4 separate regions of the Mus musculus genome follow, and all the other regions are linked to region 1. A link is a contact called in public promoter capture Hi-C data. All regions are on one chromosome and are shown on one strand. The core of a region is the stretch at or near the end of the contact, and the rest is flanking DNA. Distances in the headings are between cores, read along the strand shown.

The links. Promoter capture Hi-C pulls out the DNA fragments that hold promoters and counts their contacts.
Region 2: a promoter capture Hi-C map of liver shows a contact between it and region 1, with 4 times the contacts expected there. The contact joins the promoter of Osbp2 here to the promoter of Myo1g in region 1. A contact is called at or near these places in 2 of 39 promoter capture datasets (both in liver).
Region 3: a promoter capture Hi-C map of liver shows a contact between it and region 1, with 3 times the contacts expected there. The contact joins the promoter of Sec14l2 here to the promoter of Myo1g in region 1. A contact is called at or near these places in 2 of 39 promoter capture datasets (both in liver).
Region 4: a contact with region 1 is called in a promoter capture Hi-C map of embryonic stem cells, with 6 times the contacts expected there. The contact joins the promoter of Tbc1d10a here to the promoter of Myo1g in region 1. A contact is called at or near these places in 1 of 39 promoter capture datasets (embryonic stem cells) and 1 of 484 Hi-C or Micro-C datasets (B cells).

What each region holds. Positions count from the first base shown.
Region 1 is chr11:6,519,589-6,522,311 of GRCm38.p6, reverse strand. It overlaps Myo1g (myosin IG), which reads left to right and starts at 1,354. Exons shown (of 22, transcript NM_178440.4): 1 at 1,354-1,570. The coding sequence starts at 1,458.
Region 2 is chr11:3,862,543-3,865,265 of GRCm38.p6, reverse strand. It overlaps Osbp2 (oxysterol binding protein 2), which reads left to right and starts at 1,363. Exons shown (of 14, transcript NM_152818.3): 1 at 1,363-2,033. The coding sequence starts at 1,399.
Region 3 is chr11:4,117,417-4,120,139 of GRCm38.p6, reverse strand. Sec14l2 (SEC14-like lipid binding 2) reads left to right here and starts at 1,411. Exons shown (of 12, transcript NM_144520.2): 1 at 1,411-1,515. The coding sequence starts at 1,462. It overlaps Gm51934 (a long non-coding RNA gene), which reads right to left and starts at 1,791. Exons shown (of 3, transcript XR_003949841.1): 1 at 1,180-1,791.
Region 4 is chr11:4,185,453-4,188,175 of GRCm38.p6, reverse strand. It overlaps Tbc1d10a (TBC1 domain family, member 10a), which reads right to left and starts at 1,343. Exons shown (of 9, transcript NM_134023.1): 1 at 1,077-1,343. The coding sequence starts at 1,285.

The sequences.
Region 1 (2,723 bases), core at 105-2,604:
TTTTTCAATGTACCACTAATCTACAAGCTCAACCATAAGCCAAGACCTGTGAGAGCTAAGATGAGGCCCCAGAGCTCCAAGAGTTAATGGTTTTATCTCAGAGGCTGGATGAGAGAACGAAGCTGAGCATATGCAAGAGGGTCCTACCAAAGGCTAGCCCACTAGAGGGCTGGAGAGTGTACTCTTCCGCTCCCTTGTCACTGTGGGGAGGAATCGCAGGGTGCCGAGTCCCCACCACTGCCTCATCTGCTGGGTCAGGCAGGAAGTCTTTATGGTTTAAACTCTATTGTGGCCACCCCTGGCTGATGTTGAGCTCTGGGGCAGCGATGTTCAGCTGGGTAACCACGAGAGGCCAAGAAATATCTGTTGGCACGCCTTTAATCCCAGCACTTGGGAGGCAGAGGCAGGCCGATTTCTGAGTTCGAGGCAAGCCTGGAGCCTGGTCTACAAAGTGAGTTCCAGGACAGCCAGGGCTATACAGAGAAACCCTGTCTCGAAAAACCAAAAAAAAAAAAAAAAAAAACCAAAATAATAATAATAAAAGAAATATCTATTGGGCTAGAGAGATGGCTCAGAAGTTAAGAGCACTGACTGCTCCTGCAAAGGTCTGCAGTTTACGGCCACCCAGCCCTCTAGCCCTCTGCAGACACCCAGCATGCATATGGTGCACTTATACATGTAGACAAAGCACTTGTACACAAAATAGATGTTTAAAACGTTTTAAAAGAAGCATCCTGCCAGGCGTGGTGGCACATGCCTTTAATCCCAGCACTTGGGAGGCAGAGGCAAGTAGATTTCTGAGTTCAAGGCTGGCCTGGTCTACAGAGTGAGTTCCAGGACACACAGAGAAACCCTGTCTTGAAAAACCAAAAAAAGAAAGAAAGAAAGAAAGAAAGAAAGAAAGAAAGAAAGAAAGAAAGAAAGAAAGAAGAAGAAGCATCCTTTCTTACTGAGCCTGGTATAATCCTAGCTACTTTGGGGAGGCCAGCTTGGACTACAGAGATAGAAGAAAGAAAGAAAGAAAGAAAGAAAGAAAGAAAGAAAGAAAGAAAGAGAGAGAGAGAGAGAGAGAGAGAGAGAGAGACGGAAAGAGGGAGGGAGCAAAGGAAGGAAGGAAGACAGACAGACAAGGGGAGGGAGAATTCCAGCCTGCCCGTAATCTTTGGAGTGCTTGGGATTACAGACAGGTATGGCCAAACCTAGCTTGGGAAGAGCTTTAAGGAAGCCAGTAAAGACCCCATCAGGACAGACAGTTAGGCATGGACCTTGTGGGCCAGGGAGCAGGAAGCAGTGTCTGAAGCACCAAGGCAGGGGAGTAGCAATGGGCAGGGCCAAACTCCCCGGGCAGAACCCACTTCCTACTTTACTGAAGTACTGCAGTAGTCAGGCAGGGCTGGGCCTCCCCTTTCTGCCTTCCCCTTCACCTCTGTACAGAAAGCTCTGGCGACCTGCCTTGGATGCTTGCAGTGGGCAGGATGGAGGACGAAGAAGGCCCTGAGTATGGGAAACCAGACTTCGTGCTTTTGGATCAACTGACCATGGAGGACTTCATGAAGAACCTAGAGCTCAGGTAGATGTGAGGTGGGGGTGGGGATGCGGTACTGGGCTTCTTTCCTTCCTTTCCTCCCTTATCATCCACACAGACCTGAGAGAAGCCCTGAAGGTACCCTGGTCCCATCGTCAGGAATGGGGACAAGGCTACACATACCTAGACAATACAGGCTGAAATGATAGCATCTCCAGGAGATAATGGCCACTCAGAAAGTAACCAGCTGTCAGGAATGGAGCTGCCCAGCCACCCTCACAACACCCTGGTTGACAAGCCCAGAGTCCTGAGGAAGACAGGCAAAGGCATGGGGACCAGGAATGTACTGCATCTCCTCTCTGTCACCTGCTGATGCTTTCCCCCTGGGTCCCATGTGTGACCCGACTTGAGTTTCCTTAGGAACTCCAAAATGAAGTGCCCTCCACCCCAGAATCGCAATAATCGAAGCAAGCTGATATGATGCTGATATGATGTTCTGGGTTGGGAGTTGTTCATGGGAGGGGTCACAGGCTAGGACTAGGAGAATTGACAGTGCAGCCTGCTTTCTCACTGAAAAAAGCAGGGAGGGGTCCAGGAGCTAGAAGCACAGCATGTTAAATGGCCTTGTGTGCGGCTGGACTTCATACACACCTCCTAGGGAGGATTGTTGTGTGCTAGGAAGCTCCTTAGAGAGCAACTGGGGACCAGGAATCTCACTAGGTGCAGAGATGGAGGTCCTAGGCTGCCACATGGAGAGCTTTATCCAGGAAATGAGTTCAATGCTTTGTTAGACTGCCTCATTCTCTCGAAAAGCAAGCTCACAAGCATGCCCTCCATGCTTTGTATGCTGAGCCGAGGAAGACAGTGGCTGCAGGTCACAAAACTTGTAGTCCCAGGGCGTGACTTGTCAGAGGGGGCAGAGAAAGAGGAACCCTGAAGAGGCCTGCCTGGGGTTGAGCGGGCCCCACACACCGAGAGGACAGTTGGGGCCCCAAGGAGGCTAGTACTCCTCCCAGAGCACAAAACCCAAGAGAGGTACAGCCCTAGGTTCCTGCTTCTAATATGGTTAGTAAACGGAAGGGTGGAGGAGTTTGAGATGTGCTGGAGAGGGACGGTGGCCATGGCTGGGGTTGCAAAGACTAGCAAATCACCACGCTATGATTTGGGTGGGGCAGGGCGAGTCCCCTTCCGGATCTGG
Region 2 (2,723 bases), core at 114-2,613, 2.7 Mb after region 1:
CAGATGGAGACCAGCCTGGACTACATATAAAGACTCTGTTTCAACACACTTTATTTTAAAAGATTTATTTATTTTATCTTATGTTTATGAGTATACTGTAGCTATACAGATGATTGTGAGCCTTCATGTGGTTTCTGTTCTGGGAATTGAATTCAGGACCTCTGTTCACTCAGGCACAAAGATTTATTTATTGTTATATGTAAGTACACTCTAGCTGTCTTCAGACACACCAGAGGAGGGCATCAGATCTCACTACAGATGGTTGTGAGCCACCATATGGTTGCTGGGAATTGAACTCAGGACCTTTGGAAGAGCAGTCAGTGCTCTTACCCACTGAGCCATCTCACCTCCTTCCCCCCCCCCCCCACTTTAAAAATGAAAATAAATTTCCCTTGTTTCTAGAAGCTTTGGTTTCTCTAGGATAAAGGGCATTCCTTGTGGTGGGGTGTGGGGCAGCTGTTCTGTGTCCTGCCCTCCTCTTGACAAAACACTGAGCTATTAGCTATTTGCCAGACAAGCTGTTCTCCCTGGTTTGGGTCTTTGTACACAGCGGTTTCTCCTTGAAGGTCTTTCTTGTTTCTCTAACTCTGTAGACCTTGTCTCTTCTGTGACTCTTGCCCAAATTTGGTAGAACTAATGACAGGCCTGTCATCTTAGGTAGCTTGGCAATTTGTTTCAGGAGTCGAAACATCTCGTTAAGAATTTATTAGTTAGCTTCCTTCCCTGAGGGCTGCACACACATCTGACACGTGCATGCACAGTGGCTGCTTCCCAAGCTTGTCAACCTTGCTCTCATCTCCTGCTCTGGTCGCTGACAAAATGTACCACAGAACTCTCTAGTTAATAACTCAATGATGCTCTCGGAGCATCTACTCTGCCAAATGTGCCTCATATGCACCATCTTATTACAGCCTTTGAAGGAGGTATTATCTTCATTGTATAGATGAGCCAACAGAAGTTTGTGGAGTGGCTACAGTTCCCACAACTAGGGAGAGGGCCTAGGCTGGATTTCCTCAGGTCGGACTCCCAGGGTTTGAGATTTGCTGTCCACGACCCACCCATTGCTCAGAGTTGCGTGGCGAGCGCACCGCGTGGCTTTCATTCACCATTGTTCTCCCAGCGCCTGGCACAGGAGGGACAGCAGCCTGAAGCGTGAAGTGCCTTCCACGTCGTCTGCCTAACTCTTGGCCCACGGGGTTCCTTCCACCTTAGCCAGAGCGGCGGAGGGACCCACGCGCACCCGATCTCTGTCGCTCACGTGAGGGCTCCACCCATCCCGTCCACTCCTCCACCAACCCCGCCCGGCTCCGCCCCGCCACTCCCTCCGAACAGGCCCCACCCACTCCCGCCCCGCCCCGCCCCCACTCCGCGCTCCGCCGAGCTCGGGTCCACAGCTCTATGGGGAAAGCGGCCGCTCTGAGCCGAGGCGGCGGCTGCGCTGGCCGCTCCCGCGGGCTCTCGTCGCTGTTCACGGTTGTGCCCTGCTTGTCCTGCCACACGGCGGCGCCGGGCATGAACTCATCCGCGTTCGGCTCAGGACCAGCGTCAAAGCCTCAGCTCCAGCCTGTGCAGGCACCAGAGCGGGAGTTGCTGTCGAAACAGGTGTGCCAGCCAATTTCTGAGCCGGCGTCGAGATCCGAACCTGGGTCCCAGACGACGTCTGTGCCAAGGCCTTCAGGGGTTGGGCAGGAATCGGAACTACAGGGCTTGTGGCCGGGGTCAGAGAACGGCACAAGGTCTGTGTCCATCATCAAAGCTTCGCCAGAGCTGGCAATGCCGTCCCCGCTGCAGTCAACAGTAGGGAGTTTGCCCGTCACCAAACCCGAGTCCAAGCTGGTGCCAAAGACCCAGTCTTTTCTGCGACAAGGACAGGCGAAGATTTCTGTCGGGACTCCGGTGTCAGGGATTGGTGTCCAAATGGTCTCACCACCTCTGGACAGCTACAAGGGTTGGCTCCTCAAGTGGACTAACTACCTGAAGGGCTACCAGCGCCGTTGGTTCGTGCTCGGCAATGGCCTGCTGTCCTACTACAGGTACGGAAGTACCGAGGTAGGACATCTGTGGTTGGAGGGTGGTGGTGGCCGGCCTCGACTGTGGGGTGGGTGTCACCATAACCCTTCTGAGATGTTTGCATGAACTTCTGTAGAAGTAATGCCTGTCAACTGCCAAGGGAAGACGTGACCTGTGGACATGGCCTCTGGCAAGCTTGAGTTTAAAAGGATGAGTGGGGAGATGGGTGGAGTAGGTCTTTTGTTCCCCTCCTGTTTTTGGTGGTCATGGAACCAGGGGCTGCGTCTGGTTCACTGTGTTCATGGAGGGAGGCAGCTAGTGAACCCCTCTCTTGGGAAGGACTGTGGGTCCCACCTCCCGTGGTTACTTCATTTGTTTCCTACCTTTGCTGACACCTGCTGGTGGCCAGGCCTTGGGCTGGGACTCGCTGACCCACAGATAGAGCAGACATAGTGTGTACCCCCTGGGACCCCAAGTTGACATTTTGCAGCAGATAATGCTTTCCTGTTCCCTTGCTTATTCCAGAAGTAGCTTGGGTTTCGGAGCTGCAGTAGAGACAGAGCTGGCACGACCTCCTGCTAAAGCTGGACTTCCTTCCCTTTCTCACTAGCTGTTTCCTGGGATTGCAAGCTTTGAGATCTCAGGCCGCTCTAGATGAGAGCTTCTCAAACTAAGTGGGGTTGCTGCAGCAGTGTCTAGGTCTCCCGCTGAAT
Region 3 (2,723 bases), core at 162-2,661, 2.4 Mb after region 1:
TAAGTTTGGGACCAAAAGGTGGTGTCTAAATATTCCTGGGTTCCAGAACAATGCCTCCTGCTTGGCATACAGTAGGAAGACAAAATGGCCCTGGCCCTGTGACCAGGTATCACCATGGAAGTAAGATCAAAGTGGCGAGGGCTCTAGCAGGAGAAGGCTATGAACTCTATTGTGTGAGCCAGAAGTAGTAACTGGGGGGCGGGAGGCAGTCTGATGGTATAGGCTGGACAAGAGGCTGCTAGGCTACAGCTGTCAGAGTCCACCCACTCACTAGTCAAACTTGTCACTAGCGGGGAGTCCGCAGGCTCTTGGCCAGAGCTGGGAAGCAGATAAGCACAGCAGGGCTGCTGTGGGCTCTGGCTTCCAGTGTGGTTTCCTCTCTGTCTAGCCTACGGCCAAGATCTGGCTAGGCAGCCAGCAATGGACAGCAAGGAGGTGGCCACAAGAAGTCAAACCTGAGAATTGTGTACATTAACTTCCATTAGCCTCCTGCCCATGATCACCCTCGGTTAGAGAAGAAGCAACAGTGCAGTGAGGCAAAGGACCCCGTAGACACCCGTGGGACACGGGCCCTCAAACCTGAGCCTCCTCACTTCCACAGAGGAAGCAGAGCATGCCAACTGAGATGTGAGAGCTTCAGGTGTGGCTCCCAGAGAGCAGGGAAGATCAGACGCAGAGACCTGGGTCTTAGTGGGGAGGCTGGTCTTCCTTTCTCTTCAGCTAGATGCCATGGTCTTTACCATGCCTGCTCTGCAGGTAGAGGGAAAAGGCTGTCCACTCCATTTGGTTTATTTGTTTGTATTCTGGGCTTGCCTCAAGCCCAATAAATAAGCTAAGGGTGATCAGAACTTCTGCTTCTCCAATGCTGGGATCTCAGGTATGTGTTGGAATGTGCCACTATGACCATGCAGTGCTGGGAATCCGACTTAAGGTCGTGCGCGTAACTCAGTGGCAAGCCTTCTGCCACTGAGTTACATCGGCAACCCTGGGGGTCAACTCTCACTCCCAAGCAGAGCTGGTAGTAGTGACCATAAGCAGATGGCAGAGTGAACACCACAGTTCCTACAGGCAGAAAGACGCTTAAGGGGCATCCCTTTTCAGTGGGCACCAGAGAGCTGTCAACATTTTGGGGTAAGGAAAGCTATGAGAGCAGCCCGGTCCAGCCTTGTGGAGTCGCACCTTAGAAGACGTCGTTTGCTAGAGCTTTCCAGCTTCCTCTTGGTTAGGATGAGGATCCAGACCCAAGTAGCTCCTCAGGTGTATGAGCAAGCATTCTGGCTCCAATCCAGGGCCTCTGCGCGTCTCGCCCCGCCCCTCGGGCTCCTTTAAGAGGCGGGTCTTGGCCGCCAGCCCCGGGGCCTCGGCCAAAGACTGGGACTTTACTCCAGCGGCTGCGGCGGCGGCAAACGAGTCGGAGCTCCATCAGCTGCCGCAGGCACCGCGCCCCAAGGCTGAGCCACGATGAGCGGCAGAGTCGGTGACCTGAGCCCCAAACAGGAGGAGGCACTGGCCAAGGTGAGCTTGCTCTTGGTCTGTCTGTGGCCCTCGCTCCTGGCTGAAAAGCGGCTGTAAGGGACTGTCCTCGCGGGCGGGCGACTGATCGCCCCCGCTTGGCTAGTGCCCAGCGGACCGCTTCTCCTTCAGGGTGAGGACCTCGGGAAGTTTGGTCATCGCGATCTTCAGCATGAGCAGCCCCAGAGGTGCCCCCTTGGGAAGAAGTGGTTGCTTGGAAGCCTTGGGAGGCAGCTGAGGGCACAAAGGCAACATTCATCCTCCGGGCTGGCAGGGACTGGTAGCAGGGCCGTGGGACAGGGGCAGGGCCCCAGGTTTCCTCCCATTTCCGGGAGGTTTTTCTCTTTTGGGGCAGTGGCATATGGAAGGGTCCCTGACAGTTCCTTGGCAAACTCCCCCTAGCTCTTTCAAGGCACTAAGTCACTGTGCGACCTTGGGCCAAACCCTGTCCTGTGTGCTGTGCTCTTCGATGAAATTAGAGGAGTTGTCTGTCGGGCACCTCTTGTGTGTGAAGTCTAAGATGTCCGGGATTCACTAGGTTGGAATCCTTTCGGAGAGAAGAGCTCTCCCCACCCTGGCAACCCAGACCCTTGCCTGAACTTAGTGATGCCACTCAAAAGGAAAGGACCTGACCAGGCTTTGCCTTGGCACCTGGGCAGACAGGGACTTATCTACTCCATTCAAGTTCGGGAGCTGGCACTTCTGGCCAAAAGACTTTATCTCCTCAGTTGCACGGGATCAGAATTGATGGGGTCCAGCCCCAGTGTTCCCAGTTGTGCAGTTTCTTATTTATTCCAGAGTGTGGCAGCAGATGTGGCTGCTGTGTGTGACTTTTTTCCCATGCCAGGTTTGCTGCTGACGTGCAGGCTAAGTCTGTTGGGCATAGGTTTGGTGGGGATTAAGCCAGGGGCTAGGTGAGGTCCTTGGTGAAGGGTGGCCTTCTGCTTGTTGTTTAGATGACCATTGTCCTAACTCTGGGAGCTGCTTTTGGGGGATGGGAGGGTCTGATTAGACCTAGCTGACCTAAGGCAAAGGGCAGAGGTGGCCAGTCCTCATTGGTCCTCTCTGGAGGTGTCCTACAGGTCAGTAACCAGATAAAGGTCTCTGCTGTTGTAGGAGGCTTGGGGCTGCCTGTTTACTACTGGGTAGTGAGAGATCAGGGATAGGGGTGGCTATCCTGGGTCACTGTCCACCTCCCTTGGTGGCTTTCC
Region 4 (2,723 bases), core at 94-2,593, 2.3 Mb after region 1:
AATCAGTCAGAGGAGAGGGAGAATATATACTGGCGTAGGGCTTCCATGGTGCCTGTGAGGCTCTATAAACTGGGAGGTACACTATGACAGGGAGGCTTGTCAGTTCTGGGTATGGCGCTAGTCTCCTATCACAAGACAAGTGGAATGAAAGCAGGATCTAGAGGCCATCTTCCTGAAGAGACCACCAGATCGCATCCGCAGTCTCTGGGAGGGCGGGCTTCTAGGGGTTCTGCTGTGTACAAATCTGTAGCCCAACATGCTCAGCTTGGAGGGAAGGTGTTACTCCTGCCTCAGCTTTCTCTAATGGAAAGCTGGGTACCTGGTAGCTCAAGGGTGGGGTGCTGTCTCCCTCCTTCTCCAGTCCTAGATCTGGATTTGGGAAGGAAGGACATAAACACGGCAGCCTGGGAGTCTACTGGCTGGCTCCCCTGTGATGAAGCTGACAGGGGAGTCCTAGAGTTGAGGTGCCCTATAACTACTGGGAAGGAGTGTCGGCCCACCTGTTGCCTGTGACAATGGACAAAGCTGCCTTTTGGCAGAGGGTGTGTAATGAGGAGAGACCTTTCCATGATGAAAAGAAACTGGGAGTCAAGATGGGACCCTCTGGGAGGGGGCTGGCCAGTGTCAATCCTTCTGAGATATGTGTCTGGAGGTAAGGGTTAGCGCGACCTGGAATAGCTCGGAGTCCTGAAGTCTTAAGATTTCCTGGGGTGCCGATACTGAGGTGGCGAGACAAGGATTCTGTGGGGTAGGGGGAGATGGAGAATAGCTGTGGGCAAAGTATGGGGCAGCCATCTGTGCGCGTGTCAGGGGGTGGCAAAGCTTTAAGGCCAGAGTAACCTGCGAGATTATGAGCTGGAGATGGGAAACCCCCATCGGGGATACTCTCCTTGGAGGGTATGGATCAGTCGGTTTGGGGAAGACCAGGAGGAAGGGAATGGCCTTTCTGTTCGTAGGTAGAAAGTAGGCTGCCGCTTGCGGCGTATCTGTGGGGTTGGGACAGTGGAGACACGTTGGTGGGTCAGGCCCACGCCTGTGCTGGTCCCGCGCCCGGCCCAGACCCCAGAGCTACTCACGCGCCCTCGGCGCCCTGCGAACCCACGATGAATCCGAACTTGTCGATGCGGCGCTCGGCGAAGCCGTTGGCCTCCGAGTCGGAGCCGAGCGAGCTCAGCTCGTCGGCGGTGGCGGCGTCGGGGCCCTGGGCCAGGCTTTCCCGGGTCCCAGACAGGCTCCCGCCTGCTGCGGGCTCGCGCGGCCCATTCTCTCTGCTGCTTTTCGCCATATCGGCCGCGCCCGCCACCAGAGCGCCAGCGGCCACCTCAGCCGCCTGAGCCGCCCGGCCTCCGCCGACGCTGCCGACGCCCCTCCCACGCACTGTGCCCATTGGCTGCCACAAAGCTGGGGGCGGATACCCAGGGAGCTCCCACCACGCGCCCAATGGGTGCCGAGGGTCCCGAGCCTCGCCCCTCCTCCAGCCTGGCGCCAAGTGGACCGACGTGAGGGGGCGGGACAACCGTCACCAAGGGCCCGCCTTCCCTGGCTGCCAATCACAAAAACTCACCTGGACTAGCTCGTCTGGCTTTTCCGGGTTGGCCCGGAGCTGGTGTGTCACCTGCTGCTGCTCTCTGGCAGAAGGTCTAGGGCTTCCCTAGAGGTCCTAAGGTCTCTGCCTCCATGGGAAACAGGGTCGTGGGTAGCGCTACTTCGCCAGGTCATTTTCAAGAACAGTGATGAGACGCAAGTGGGCTTAGGGATCTGAACCACCTGGCTGTTCTGCTTAGGGGGATGCAAATTAGCTCGTGGGAGACCCTATAAGAATAATACAGAACAGCCGGGCAAGATGGCTCACGCCTTTAATTTAATCTCAGCACTTGGGAGGCAGAGGCAGGCGAATTTCTGAGTTCGAGGCCAGCCTGGTCTGCAGAGTTAGTTCCAGGACAGCCAGGGCTACACAGAGAAACACTGTCTCGAAAAACCAAAACCCAAAACCAAATTATATATATATATATATATATATATATATATATATACACATACACACACACACACACACACACACACACACACATATATATATATCAGACCTAAGCTCTACCTTTTTCTTCCCAACACCTTTCTGGTGAGGGTTGATTTGTATTGTTTTTCTTTGAGATAGGGTCTCCAAAGTGGCTTTGACTTTACTATGTAGTCTAGGGCCCTCCCTGTCTCCCAAGTGCTGGGATTACAGATGTGGGCTATCCTGCCTGACTCCCCAATAGTTTTATTGAAATATGGTTAGCATACCACCACTTCCATCTATTTAAGGTATATACATACTTCCTATATTTAAATTCCATCACCCCACCGACACACCTACACATGCACAAATACATAAAAATTAAAGATAAATTAGGCATGATAACAGATGCCTGTACTCTGTAGGCTAAAACAGTTTACAAGTTCCGGACAGACTGACTGGGCTACAAATAAAAATCCTATCTCAAAAAAAAAAAAAAAAAAAAAAGTACAAAGCTGGGCGTGGTGGTTTTTATCCCAGCACTCGGGAGGCAGAGGCAGGCAGATTTCTGAGTTTGAGGCCAGCCTGGTCTACAAAGTGAGTTCCAGGGCAGCCAGGACTACACAGAGAAACCCTGTCTCGAAAAAAAAAAAAAAAAAAAAAGGTACAGTCCCATGGTTCTTTAGCATCCGTACAGAGTTGTGCAAACATTGCATCCTCCTCC